Regions from separate parts of the Mus musculus genome. Here region 2 is linked to region 1. A link is a contact called in public Hi-C data. All regions are on one chromosome and are shown on one strand. The core of a region is the stretch at or near the end of the contact, and the rest is flanking DNA. Distances in the headings are between cores, read along the strand shown.

The links. Hi-C and Micro-C count contacts between places; a contact is called where the count stands out from the background.
Region 2: a Hi-C map of Th2 cells shows a contact between it and region 1, with 1.5 times the contacts expected there. The contact joins two enhancer-like sites. A contact is called at or near these places in 5 of 39 promoter capture datasets (the 3T3-L1 cell line, the C10 cell line, HPC-7-derived erythroid cells and 1 more), 3 of 15 datasets of contacts at CTCF or cohesin (CD8 T cells, the NIH/3T3 cell line and large pre-B cells), 18 of 484 Hi-C or Micro-C datasets (the 63-12 cell line, the BV-2 cell line, the C10 cell line and 13 more) and 8 of 115 datasets of contacts at active chromatin or transcription factors (the 230-238 cell line, CD8 T cells, DN3 thymocytes and 5 more).

Annotation. Positions count from the first base shown.
Region 1 is chr6:146,428,642-146,435,846 of GRCm38.p6, forward strand. The region is part of intron 2 of Itpr2 (inositol 1,4,5-triphosphate receptor 2); the gene reads right to left. Among named protein-coding and RNA genes, the nearest start is that of Itpr2, 70 kb to the right of the region's middle. Within about 2 kb of position 4,045, at least 49 of the 459 cell types and tissues checked have an H3K27ac peak or open chromatin away from gene starts, as enhancers often do. A contact at or near this core is called in the G1E-ER4 cell line, the HPC-7 cell line and Th2 cells, where this site is marked.
Region 2 is chr6:146,481,878-146,489,082 of GRCm38.p6, forward strand. The region is part of intron 1 of Itpr2 (inositol 1,4,5-triphosphate receptor 2); the gene reads right to left. Among named protein-coding and RNA genes, the nearest start is that of Itpr2, 17 kb to the right of the region's middle. Within about 2 kb of position 4,389, at least 40 of the 459 cell types and tissues checked have an H3K27ac peak or open chromatin away from gene starts, as enhancers often do. A contact at or near this core is called in the G1E-ER4 cell line, the HPC-7 cell line and Th2 cells, where this site is marked.

The DNA of each region.
Region 1 (7,205 bases), core at 2,795-5,294:
ATACACAAAGAATCTATTTATTTTTATCTATCTATTATTTATTTATTTGTGGGGATGCTGTGAAGGCCAGAGGGCAACTTGTGGGGGTTGGTTCTCTCCTTCCACCTTGTAAGTTCCAGAAATCTGACTCATGTCATCAGGCCTCGCAGAGAGCACCTTTACCCCACAAATTCTATCAATTGCCCTATTTCCATATACAAAAATTAATTCGTAATTTAGGTGGCTCGGTGGTTAAGAGCACTTCCTGCTCTTCCAGAGGACCAGCGTTTGGCTCTCAGCACTCCCGCTGGACCTATGACTCACAGCCTGTATGTAACTCCAGTTCTAGAAGATCTGATGCCTCCTCCTGGCTTCCACAGGTACTGCTCACTAACTGCGCACTTCTTCTCTCTGTCTCTGTCTCTGTCTCTGTCTCTGTCTCTGTCTCTGTCTCTGTCTCTCTGTCTCTGTCTCTGTCTCTCTGTCTCTGTCTCTCTGTCTCTCTCTCTCTCTCTCTCTCTCTCTCTCTCTCTCTCTCTCTCTCACACACACACACACACAGACACACACACAGAGTGCGTCGGGCTGAGACCTCTGGCTGCTGTGCTAGGGTCAGTGACAAGGAGATCATCACAGTATCCCAAGGCTGTGCTGATGGCAGTGGAGGCTAAAAGTAAAATCAGGAGACATTCAGAGGCCTGCTGACCATCATGCAGAGAAAGATGCCCTCCACTGCACTACAGGAAGGCCTGTAGACACACAGAGCCCTGCCTGCCACCACACAACAGTAGCACGGGAGGAGAAAGATGTCCAGAGACCCTCCCACTGCCAAGCCATGGGGTGCAGGCAGGGAGAGAGTCCCAGAGACTTGCCTGCCTCCGCAGGACTCCCTGGGGGAGAAGAACTCTCCATAGTCCCACCTACCGCCATGCCTCATGGGCAGGCTGTCGAAACCTAAGACCCTCTTGAGGCCAGGCAACAAAGAGTAGGTCACCCAGTCTGCTGCGGGTGCCACTACAATATACAAGCATGTGGTGGAGAGAGAGAGAGAGAGAGAGAGAGAGAGAGAGAGAGAGAGAGAGAGAGAGAGAGAGAGAGAGAGAGAGAGAGAGAGAGAGAGAGAGAGAGAGAGAGAGAGAGAACAGCAGTTTCAGCACTGTAAAGGGGATAGAACTGGAGACACAAGCCACGCCCCCAATCCCGCCTGAGGCCCTGGTGACGTCCTGGCCTGTGCTGCTGCTCTGAAGGCCTTGTCTGGGTCAGTGGCTATGTGGCAGCCGGGGTTTGGACGCACACTAGAGAGGGGCGGCCAACCAGGACCATGTGTACTTCCAGGATCTGTGCAGAACTGGCCCAGCCCCTCACAGACTGCAGCACTTGGGAGAGTGGGCTCCATGCCTTGATTGGGCAGCCTAGTGAAGCTGACTTTGGAGGCATGGGTTCAGGTGAGCTGGCCTTGAGGGCAGCAGAAAAGCTGACCCTGCCTCCTGATGATGGTGGCATTGGGTGGCCTAGTTAGAGCTGTGCTGTAGAGCTCCCCCTGGTGGTGCGGATAAGGGAGAACCAGTGGGCTGACCGGCTCAACCAACACCCAGGCCTAGATCCAGGGCTCTTAGTTGGCCCACGGCAAAATCTGTGTTATCTGTGAACTGTTGGGACAGGTGAAAATGCCAGTCCTGCTGATCCAAAACTGAAGGGTCTCCATGACACTGGACATGAATAACCCAAAGGAGTCCCAGTGAGGATCTGATAATGTTGGTGGGGTCACAGAAGCCAGAGACCTTGAACCAGACCCAAGACTCATTGCAATGAACATTCACAATTGAAGATGTGTGGACAGAGGGACACACTGCTGGACACACTGTGACACACTACAGCTTCCACAGGAGATGTTTTCTATGCTCTGTCTTATTTTTATTAGTGTGTGTGTGTGTGTGTGTGTGTGTGTGTGTGTGTGTGTGTTTTCTTTTGAGGGGAGGTTGCAAGGGCAGGGGGCAGATACAAGGGGAGGGGGAAGGGGGTACATGATGTGAAATTCACAAAAAAATCAGTAAGTTTTTAAAAAATATACTAATAACAACAAATGTTTGTTTATTTGATCTGGCAGTGCTCAGGATTGAATGCTAGCCAGGCACTAAGCTATAGCTCCACTAAGATATAACCCCAGCCCAAAATTGATAGTTTATACGGAGCAGAAAGCAGACATCGTCAAACTGCTAACCCAGGCTGGAAGACCATCACAGCTTCAATGTGACTCAAAAGTACCTGGCACTTGCTGGTGAAAACAAAGGCTACAGTTGAGACATGTTATCATTGGCAGTGTATCCCTACATGGCTCAGAAATTATTTCCTACACACTAGTGACTACAAAGAGGGTTATACAGAGTTATAAAGCACAACTCTGAAAGAACATCTGTGAGTTAATGCTGTAGACTCTTTCAACAAATATGAGGCAGTGACCAAACTTCACCGTCTCGGTACAACAAAACCGCAAATCGAAAATCGATGCTCTCCCAGAGCAGAGCCCTGTGATCCACGGCCCGCCCTCCTCGACTCAATCATTTGCTAAAAGAGGAGCAACAGGTCTCTCACTTGCTACAGATTCCTATCGTAGTACATCAGGAAGGGGACTTCTGACCCCGAAAATACTTTTTTGTAAATACCAGAACACTCCAATGCCACTCCTTTGAAATGGCTTCTTTGGGAAGCCAGGAAAATGTCTATGAAGACAGCAGTGAGGAGCAAGTATGTGGCTCAAGTGGTTAGGAAACACCAAACATCCAACCTTGCTTACTGTATTCCCCACAGGAGTCCAGCCAGAGCGCTACAACTGAGGTCCCACCCTTAGGAAACCCTCTGTAAAGTTTTCCATGGTGGGGTCTGGAGATGTTGAATAAAGTCGCATGCAGCAGACACATGCAGCAGACGCATGCAGCAGACGCATGTGGCAGATGTCAGAAAAGGCTTCCCAAGGAGGAAACAAACACAGAAGGGGGATGCAAGGTTACTGCAGCAGAGCCAGCAGCTGTGCAAGACGCTCCAGTGCACGAAGCCTAGGACCTTGGCTGGGATGTGCAAACCAAGTGTTTGGCTGAGGTCCAGACCTGCAGGGAGAGGCCACGGGCTCAGGTGTACCACCACAGCCCATGGAAAATGCAGAGCTTTCAATGAGCTTCAAGCTTTGACAGAACTCAAAAGGTGAAGAGAGCAGGAGACGGAAAGATGAACACAAATGCCTTGAACCACTGCGGTCAGACTTGGTAAGGCTCTACACTAGAATGGACGGGACCAATGCCCAGTAGCCTTGTGGCTTCGGGGCTGCAAACAGGGAAGGGAGGGGTGAAGTGGGCCAGATGAACAAGCTTCCACCCATCCTGCCTGACAGGCAAAGCCTCCTATTGCAAAATCCCTTTCACAGCAGGGCTTTAGTCAACTGCTCCTGGGAATCTCCTACAGGTAACATTTCATTTTATAAGTTAGTAAATAAAGCATGAGAATTAGGACTGCAAGACAGTTTGGATCGACGGACCATCCGTCAAACAACTGTGGAAAAAGCTGGGGGAGTGGAGCTTATGTGTGGTTAGTTTTCTCGCTTTGTCTTCTTCAGGGGGAATGTTAGAATATACATACTAATCGTGGGCTAGTCGGATGTTTTGTCCAGTTCTAAGTTTACTGCCTAATGAAAGTGTTAATAATGCCGGCCACACCTACTTCACAGGGCTGCTGAGATGGACAAGAAGATAAAATCTCTCTGTGAACTTGAAAGCCTGTCATAAATGTGAGGCAGTATGATTAATGTTGCCTCCTTCTCTCAGAGCTGACTAAGCCCTCAGCAAGCAGCAAAAAGCAATCATAGGTTCAAACTGAACAACACCCCAAGAGTGTGCAATGAACAACACGTTCAACCTTTCGGTGGGAGACGTTCCAGTGTGTTTTTGTATAAAATTCGTGAAGTCTCTGTAACAGAACAGCATTGAACAGGGGAGACACTTTCCATTGTATTGTAAGTACAGTATGACTCAGGCTCTGTCACAATACCAGTGTGAGTGGCACCTCCAACAGGCCCACTTTTCCCTGCTTGCAGAACTCAGCTAGTTCAGACTCACCCAGACCTTTCCAACCCTGCTGTTACAGTTAGCTTGCTAAAAAGCTGGTGGTGACTCACACCTGTAATCCAAGTACTTGAGAGTCTGAGGCAGAAGGCCTGCCATGGCTTTGAGCCTAGCCTAGGCTACAGCATGCGACCCTGTCTCAAAACCCAAAACAAAACTGAAGTTAGCTTTCTACATCTGCTCATTCTCTCAACTTGAAAGGGACTCTCCAGTCAGAAACTCCCTCAGAGCCACTTTGAACTAGACAATGGCCTCTTCATCATGCTAAGGCTCAACAACAACAAAAAGTTTTAAAACAAAGGAAAAGGAAAAGTTTGCTTCATGAAACAGTCATGGGAAGCACAAACAAAAGGAAGTGATTTGAGTTTAATTCCTTGACAAGTTTAACCTTCACCTCAGAGGCCAACGCTCTGTAGGAACAAGGCATCTCTGGACACATTAGTCATCCAGCAAGACTCGGGGGTTCACCATGCAGTGTCAGAGGAAACACAACATCAGGACCTCTTTTCTAATTACCCTGGAAGGAAATGAAGCAACCAGAGGCACTCGCTTCAAACTCATTTCAAACACTTGTGGAGGGAAGACCCTTGAAACCTCTCAATAGTGTGTAGCAGAAACTCCACACTGGGTGAGGCCCTGCAAACCTAGCCGTACAATAGCCTATACCTCCACGTCTGGTAGCCACCTGCTCAAGTTTGAAGTGTTGCTCTTTGTATCCCTAAAATATTTGCCTCTGAGGCTGTCTCTGCCTCCCAGAAACCACCTTCAGCACTCTGGTCAAGGCCAGTGTCTAAATCTCACTGTCTTGGCCAAGAGTAAAGAGAAGTCATGTTTTCTCATGTCTCCTCCTTCTTAAAGATTAAGATGCAAGTGAGGCAGAACGTATTAAACCACCTGCAAGCTGCCATTCGGCAAGGTGGATATCCACCTAATGCCCTTCCATGCTGACTTGTAAAATGAGCTCATGCTGACTTAGAGAGAGTTGCTGCCCGAGACTTTCACTCCCTGCATGTGGACAGACTCAAGGGTGAGGCTCTGGGAAAGTTCTTCTCCTCTTTACAAGAGGATGCAGTGGAGACCAGTGGTCTTTCCCAGTGACTGACAGACAAAGCTGTTAGAAGACTCCTTCAGGTAGGAGATAGGAAAACAAGGGCCGGTACACGGTAGCAATTAATCTCAGGCTTGACTGTGGGGACAGTATGCAACAGGTGTAGCTCTGCCTATGTCTCAGACTAAAAAACTCATTTGGAAATGTACTGTCTACATCAAACTCTTAATGTTGAGAAGTTGTCAGAGAGAGAGAGAGAGAGAGTGAATGCTCCAGCATGGAATGTCAAACCAAACTTCAACCTTGGCCTTGCCTAGAGAGGTTACAAAGGCCATCAGAAATGTCTGGCCTATGTTAACAAACATTAAAGTTCATCAAAGTACTGTGTGGCCCACCATCCATGAGCACAGCAATCTCCTCCCTGTGGACAGCCATCTACTCATCACTGAAGGGAAGAGAAGCTGTCTGTCATAGCTCTAGGCTGTGCAACACTGCAGTGTTAAACCTCCAAGGAGACTCAGATAAAATCCAACCTTATGTTCTCTGAGATAAAGGAGCTAAAACTCAGGGTGTGAGCTGTCAAGATCTTTGCTGATAAGACTCTAGATTAGAACACGTGACACAAGTTCAACCACACATAGGATTTGTGAGTCCCTGGGCAAATGACAGGGTATGCTAGGTGTCTTTCCATCACTGTGACACAATGCCTGAGGTAGTCAAGTCAGTTAACAACTGCAAGTTCTGCTGCACTTGGATCTGTGGTGCCACAGGAAACCACAGTGGGACTGTGTGAAGGGCGGAACCACTAACCTCATCATAGACAGCAAGCAAAGAGAAGGGCAAGAAGGAGATGGAGCACCAACTGCCCCTCCATGGTAGACCAGGTACCTAACTTCTACTAGGCCCCACTGTTGGACTCTCTAGTCCACAATAGAGCCACAGCCTGGGGATAAAGCCTTCCACACAGGTCTTGGGGGCCATTAAAGATCCAAACTATAGCATAGACCTTGATGGTAAAGACATTACTCTTCATCCCTTCGATTTGCTGGGTATTAGCAAACACTGTGTAAACAGTGAAGAGTATTACTGGCAACAAAAGCCATTTCCTCTTCACCCTCCAGACTTGAGAGATAGTCAGGGTTACGAAGATGAAAACAGTGTTCTTATACACACAAAGTGTGGCTAAGAAATTGGTCTGGAATTTGAACCAAGAGTCTCCAAATCCAATTTCATAGATAGCTGATGGATCAAAGCAACCATATGTTATTCATGTTGACGGTGAGTATTGTTCTTAATTCTACCTGTGCATCCCAAGGTCACTCAGAACCAGTTGGAACTAGTTTCTACCACAAGCCCTGTATCCTAAACAGAATCCTTCTGAGTTCTGCACTTCAGCTTGTACCTCATCATCACAGCAAGACCCAGGTCTATTGTCACCACAATAGAGGTGATTGTTCAATTAAACAGCAAGGCCTGAACGTGGCCAGCAAGCACAGACAGTGGAAAAATACTGGCCAGACAACAAGAAATGGCTTCTCATCCATCCTACTGAAGCCATGCAACACAAACAACTTTCAGATAAATAACTATGTGATATATTGACAGATATGTACACACACACACACACAAGTGCACGCACGCACACACAGTACTTATGTTACATCAAAAGAAATGGATGAATAGTATTTCAGGAAAATTTTATCAATGTATATTTAATAAAATAAGTGCAAACACATCAATGAGAATGTTACAAAGTCTTATTCTCCTTGAGATTAGTTTCCTGATTTAAATGTTAACAAGTAAATACTCAGGAACAAAGCTCCATTTGTATCTGGAAGAGAAACAAATTTAAGCACATTATGGATAATTTACAGTCTGGTTTATGTTTGGGGTCCAGCACTCAGCAGATCACTTTAGTGGGTAAGTGGCATTCGCTATCCAAAAAAAAAAAGGAAGTATTTTTTTTCAATTAGTTTATCTGGATGTGTCCTGTTCACACTGACGATTAAATTGTAATGGATGAATTCATTTCAGGAATCAAATATACATTTCTAAATTTAATTAAA
Region 2 (7,205 bases), core at 3,139-5,638, 54 kb after region 1:
CCAGCAACTAAATGTAAACGCGTATGACAGAAAAGGAAAAGTTGTCATTCCAAAGACACATCTCCAATTGGCATGGCAGAAATCAAAAGACATGAATTAAACCATTCCTAAAAACAAGCTCAGTAGGTTAGACCTATAATCCCCGTAGGAGGTGGAGGCAGGAAGATCAAGAATCCAAGGATAACATGATGAGCCCCAAACAATCTCAACTTACATGCTTACATTAGACACTGTCTCCAAAGCAAACAAAAATCCCTAAAATTAAAATTTTTAAACTAAGCCATTTCTGTGCTAGCCCAGATTTCTCTCAAGTGTTGCTTATGAGCCCAGCACTGTCCCAGGGTCTGAGGCCACAGTTATGTGCAAAAGCAAACCTTGAGGTCAAGAGGTCTTCGATTGTTTTCTCTTGAGGTCTTTTATTTCTTAGCACAAATTTAATCTTTTGATCTCAGTGAAGAGTAAAGAGAGGATTCCTCTACTCAACAGGCACAGCTCAGAAACACCACTGTCACAGTATAAGATGGTACTGGCTCCTCTACTCAATAGGCACAGCTCAGAAACACCACTGTCACAGTATACGATGGTGCTGGCTCCTCTACTCAATAGGCACAGCTCAGAAACACCACTGTCACAGTATACGATGGTGCTGGCTCCTTTTCTTCAGTTTTCCTCTGAAAGTAAAGCTAATAGCTTGAAGCGGGCTGCCTTAACCCTTTGTAAGGGTAAGAGGGTCTCAAATATTAGACCTATAGTAAGGGGTATGGAGAGGATAAAGCAAGAACTCTCGAGACCACACATGGGTATGTGTGTGAGAGAGAGACAGACAGACAGACAGATAGACAGACAATTTCTAGGAAGTGAAGGAATAGAAGAGCTACACCACTATCTTCCTAAAAGAAGATTATGTGGTCTGAAGGGTCATTGCTACCATCTGTATATAGTTTTATGTATCTTTTCTCTTCATTTGAGAGTCTCCAAACCCTACACAATATATATGGACATAAGTATTTCTTAATTTTTATTTATGCAAGGAGGGGAGTTGAGCCAGGTCTCATGTAGATCAGGTTAGATTGGCATTGAACTTCTGATCTTCCTGCCTCCAATCCCAAGGACTGAAATTGCAGGCATGCAGTGCCAAGCCCAACTCCATGTTATAATCTAATACAGCCAAAGAGCCACTGCCCTGTGAAAGAGCTAGCAACCCTGGGGATTGCAGGGCACGCGACTGTGTTAAAGGCTTCTTTGAAGTTGTATACCTTGTTTTTAAAACTTCACATCTGAGAAAGACAGCTTTAGGGGGACAAGGTGAGGGGATGTACTGGCATCCCTTGGATCTGAGCCATGGTGACCCTCCTGTCCCTGCTTTAACCCCTTCCTCCCTAGGGAGAGGCTGTCTCCACTCCACACTTGTGCTTTTCTTCTGAGCTGATACCAAGCAGATTCCTCTGGCTACAGCCTTTACCAAGACTTGGAACCGGCTGCTGTATAGCCTGGGGGCAGCTTCCGAGGAGCACAGATTCCTGCCTCTTCCTGCTGCTCTTCCTGCTTCTAAACTGCTAAAGGCAAATCCACTTTCAGTGCCAACTAATACTGCAACCAACTGCCTGAAACTGAAGATCCAGGAATCTAAGGGATATATAACTATCTCCAATCTTCTCAGTTAATGCAAATACATACAAGCACCAGGCTATCACTCTTCTTTTTAAGGAGTCTGTTTTTTGATTGGGGTATCATATCTTAGTCAGGGTTATTATTGCTGTGATGAAATACCCCGACCAAATCTGGGGAGGAAAGGGTTTGTCTGCCTACACTTCCATATCATTGTTCATCACTGAAGGAAGTCAGGACAGGAACTCACGCAGGACAGGAACCTGGAGGCAGGAGCTGATACAGAGGCCAGGGAGGGGCGTCCCTTACTGGCTTGGTCCCCATGACTTGCTCAGCCTGCTTTCTTACAGAACTCAGAATGACCAGCTCAGGGGTGACACCACCCACATGGGCTGGTCCCTCCCATATCAATCAACTGATTAAGAAAACGCCCTACAGGATCACCTACAGCCCCATCTTATGGAGGTGTTTTCTCAATTGAGGTTTACTCCTGTCCAATGACCATAGCTATGTTGATATAAAACTAGACAGCACAGTAAGATTTTCCTAATTCCCTCTAAGATAGTATAATCTTCTACCCTCTGTAGAAATGAGCAGAAAAGCACCAACCTGGAGATCATTTGTGCTCTGTGACTAAATCGTGTAAATGTGCTTATCATTATATTTCACATTTCCTGGAGAATGAGGTGAGGGTCATACACACACATGTGTATCACTCTGACCTGTACCTACAAATATGGAAGCCAGTCAATTCTCTTCCTCCAATGTCTCTCCATTGTGTATTTGAGGCAGGGTCTCTCACTGAACCTGAAATTCATTGATTAGCTTAGACAAGCTGGCCCTCAGGCCCCAGGATCCTCCTGTCTCCATCTGATACACCCACTCAGACCAGTGCTGAACCTGCCCTATCCAGTGCTACCCCTGCCCAATCCAGCTTTCACAGGAGTCCTCAGGCTTGCACAGTAGGCCCTTTACCACAGAGCCAACTCCCCAACCCTCACACTTTCTGTGAATTTTTAATTTTAATTGAAACACAATCACAGCTCTTTCTTCCCTTTCCTCCTCCCAGGCCCTCTCTGGTTCCCCCTCCAACCTGCTCCCACTCTCAGATTGACAGCCTCCTCTTCTCCAATTATTATGATTACCTATGTATATATGTGTATCTGTACACAGATATAGAAATACAACCAGCTGATACTGATTTTATTGTATGCATGGTTTCTGGGTTGACCTTTCTGTACTAGACAACTGACTACGGAGCTCAGTGCTAAGGAAAGGCTGACTCTGTCTCCTTAGTCACCGTTTGCCTAGAGTTCGGTGTGTTTTGAACTAAATTACACAGTAATTGTTTTTAAAGCTAACTTATTTGAGCAACTGTTTTTAAGGCCCATTGTGAAGTTTTCCCACCAAAATTCTAATCATAAAAGGGGCAGCCCCGCACAGTCATCTCACCTTCCTGGTACTCGGCAGGGACAATGTAGATTTCATATATAATCAATCTCTCATCTAAACCAGTTCAGACTCGCAGCCTCTTCCTCATTTAAGTTGTTCTAGCTTTGGGCATAAAGTCCAAGTTAAGTACAAATATTAATGCCATCCATAACTATAAATTAGATGAGAAAGTACACACACAATAGGAGACAGCCAGGCCTCTAACTGTGTATCTACCTGTAACTTGCACAGTGAAAGGCCACAACCGCAGAAGCTGGTGGCATCTCTTGCAGAAGGCACAAGGACTAGTAGAAAAATAAGAAAGCTGCTCTTATCTGAGGAAGGTCTGTGAGAGAGGAACGTTGCCCCAAAGTTTACTCTGGACTCAGGCAGCATCACCAACAGAAGTCCTTGTTCATTATTAGTTTCCGTCCAGATCAGCCCAGTGTAGCAGCCATGAGAGGGCCTGTCTTCGCTCCTAGTGTCTGTCCCTCAGAGTAAGTTAACGACACGGCACATCCTCGGTCACCTGCTTCAAGTATGAGCCACCATTCCCAGCCACTCGGTGTTTTCTCTTTTCAATTTTAATAGGTTTTCATGCAGATATCTGTGTCTGCTTTGTATGTGTACCATAAGCCTGCAGCTCTGTGGAGGCCAGAGGGAGCATCAGATCCTCTAGAAGTGGAGCTAAAAGCAGTTGTGAGCTGCCTGACTTGAGCAGAAACCAAACCCAGGTCCTCTGCAAGAGTAGCAAACACTCTTAAGGACCCTGTAGGGCCGTCTCTCCAGCCCTTAAGTCCTTGATTTGACGTTGTGTTTACTGATGCAGGAACATATTTAGAAAGCAGAAATAATTGGCTATCTACAAATTACAATTTTACTTATTTTTATTTTAAGTATATGAAGGCTTGCCTGCATACATGTTTCTATAGCATGCATGTGCCAGGATGCCAGAAGAAGGCAATGGAACAGGAATTACATCTGGTTATGAGCTGACATGTGGGTGCTGGAAACCCAGGTCCTCTGCAAGAGCAGCCTGAGCTCTTAGCCTCTATTTATCCCTTCAGCCTCCCTCTAGCAACAAAATTAAATAGCTTGGTTTAGGTAACTATTCCCAAACCACACTGCAGCCATGGCACCTGAGCCTCATTCAAGTCTCCTTCATGTCCTCTTTTAAAGCAAGAAATGGAGAAAGGAAGTGAAGTGCAGCCTCGAGCTTCACTGCTTGTTAAAAATAAAATAAAATAAATAAATACTAAACCAAAACAGAAACCAGCACAGCTGTATCTTCAAAGCCCAGGAGTCAGTGAAGACTAAAAAGAAAATCACACTGTGGCTACGTGTCTAAATCTAGATAGCCAGAAACCCAGAGAACCCAACCGTGAGTAAACTGACATGGGGCATTTCCTGTGGAAGCTTCCAGACACTCTCTCAAAGTTCCAAGACTAATTAAAAAGAAGAGGTCATGAATTCGGGAGGGACAGGAGAGAAGGGAGGGTTGGAATTATGTAAATTTAGCACTTAGATATGAAATTCTCAAAACAAAAACAAAAACCATTGGTAATTTAGATATATTTTTTAAAGTTCCAAGTCTGTTAGAGAAAACAAATGCTACTTAGCAAGATTTCTGTCAGCCCTGGGGCTTCTGCTGAGCAGCTAGCCACAGAGCAGCCCCATTGCCACACTCTAGGAATTTAGATTTTAAGACAGGCCGGGAAGAGCTTCTGGATGGTGTCTAAGAGAGAAACGGGTGTCCTTTGGGTACTGTGCTAAGCTAAAGAGAAAGGGAAGACATAGGCAAGGTCCCTACTTCATAGTGCGCGCACGCACACGCACACGGGGTGGGGGTGGGAGGTGGAAATGGAGAGGGAAAGGGGACACACACAGAAGGAAATAAACGTTTACTCAACAATGGGCTCTTCTAGAAAAACTGTTTCACGAAGTCTTTCCATTTCAAATGTGAGGCGACATCACTGACCTACAGCAAACCACTGGGTTCCCTCACCAGCTGAGTCCCTGAAAAACCGTGTCTTCACCAGCTGAAGACAAAGCTGAGACTTCCCACCGGCTGAGGAGTCAGGTCTCAGACCATTCCCCCTCCCATCAGGATGTGGCAGAGCCCTAGCTCCCTGAAGGAGAACGCTCAAAGAGTGGATAACTACAGGCTACACACGTTCCCTAAGGTCCTAGGATGCAGCTTTCTGAGGGCTGGGATCTATTCCGCTGGCTGCGATGTGTTGGGTCTTATCACTGCTTGCTTTCAGTACCCAAGTCCCTCCTTCCCACCAGGAACCCTGACTGAAGAAGGGAGAAAGGCTCTCCTCCCACTCTAAGAGATGGCACCCCATCTGTTAGCCCCAGCAGCTCTTCCCCTGCCTCAGCGCCTGTCTAATCCGCTGCAGTGGAGATCACATACTGTTCCGAGGGCTTTGAGCACTCTTAGTTCTGGGAGGAAGAAGAGGAGGAAGAAGAACACTTCCAGCAGCCCCTGGCATCACAGACAGAGCACCGACCAGGCTTGAGACAACCCACGTGGTACAGAGCCTTGGGCTCCGAGAGTCTGGACGTGCAGACTCTGTTACTCTCATCACAAAATCCTTTAGGTTAGAGATTTGATTTGGATTTTTCTCATTCCTGTGTCCCCCAAACCGTATCTGACTAATAAAATTAGTGTCCAGATATTTTCCTTCTTTATCATGCCTGAGAGTGTGGTAGGTTTCAAGCCCAAGTCTATCACCAATTAATCACCTACGAGTAGCCCCTCTCACTTCAGAGCTCTATTGACATGAGCTAAGAGAAGAAGCCGCTCAAAGAGAAGCTTTCAAACAAGTAGCCCAGGCTGGCCTCAACCTCCTGACATAGCCTGGGCTATTAGAGACCCAGTGAAGGCATGACCCTAAACTTCTGGTCCTCCTGCCTGTGCCATTTGAGTGGGACAGCAGACACACATCCAGGCCTTTATACGTGCTCAGCAAGTGCTCCACACAGACTAGCTGCATCCTCAGCCCCTTTAAAGCATTTTCAATGATTTTTTTTAACAGTTCTTCCACACTGAGTCCATGTGTATATGTCACTTTTCCAGAAAAGAGAGAAATTATCCTGAGGCATTTCTAAAAGAAAGCTGAAGGCCCAGTGGTGTTTGCTGTTTGGGTAGCTGCTGCTAAGAGACAGGAATAAGATCCACCCTGTAGCCATCTCAAATCCGCATGATTTTGTCTAAAATTCACTAGTGTCTCCAAGACAAGGATTATAATTTGATCAGTTAGTAGCTAAAACTTGACACCTTTTCCTAAACAAATAGATTTGTTTGTAAACTGTCTAATTATCTTACATAAGTTGTTTTGCTCATCCCTAACAATCAATCTGGTCAGAACTCCTGATTCTTGGCCAATCTGAAAAGTCAGAGACACTGGGATGGGGTGGAGGATGTGGGGGGAGTGACGGAGAGGTCTGCACAATTTTATCCTAAAGGCTGCAAGCTAGTGCATTGTTTTTTCTCAGTAGATAAAACAAAACAGGGCCAGCCAGGAGGCTCAGTGAGTAAGACACTTGTCGTGAAAGCCTTGTATCCAGAGGTCAAGCTCAAATCCCACAAGAAAGTAGAAGGAGAAAAATGACTCCACAGGGTTGTTCTACACATGCACCATCTCTCTCTCTCTCACACACACACACACAGAGAGAGAGAGAGAGAGAGAGAGAGAGAGAGAGAGAGAGAGAGAGCGAGGAAATAATTACAAATAAAATGAGAGAATGATAAATTTTAAATGTTTTATTTTGTTACTACATCCTAGTAGGGGGAAATATTAGCAAGTAAAAGACATTGGCTTTAAAACATAAGAAAACTTGAAAACTCTAGTCATAGGAAATACAGGATGGGGGTGTGAGCATTTGTGGTGCAGTGTGCACACAGCTATCGAAGTTATTATTCATACTCATGCATCCAGTGTTTGCAGTACATCAGGGCACAGCAGGCATCGAACCAGAACTGAAAGATAAACGCAAGCACTGGTGATTTAGAAATGTACACCAATGGCACAAGGAAGAAAAGGAAAGATCAAAACCAAACAAATAACTGATAAGGCAGCATGACTTTGAACAGCCTGCTAAGCAAACAGCAGCTCATGGTATGGCAGTATGTCTAGCACCCCTGTAGGGTGAGCTCAGCT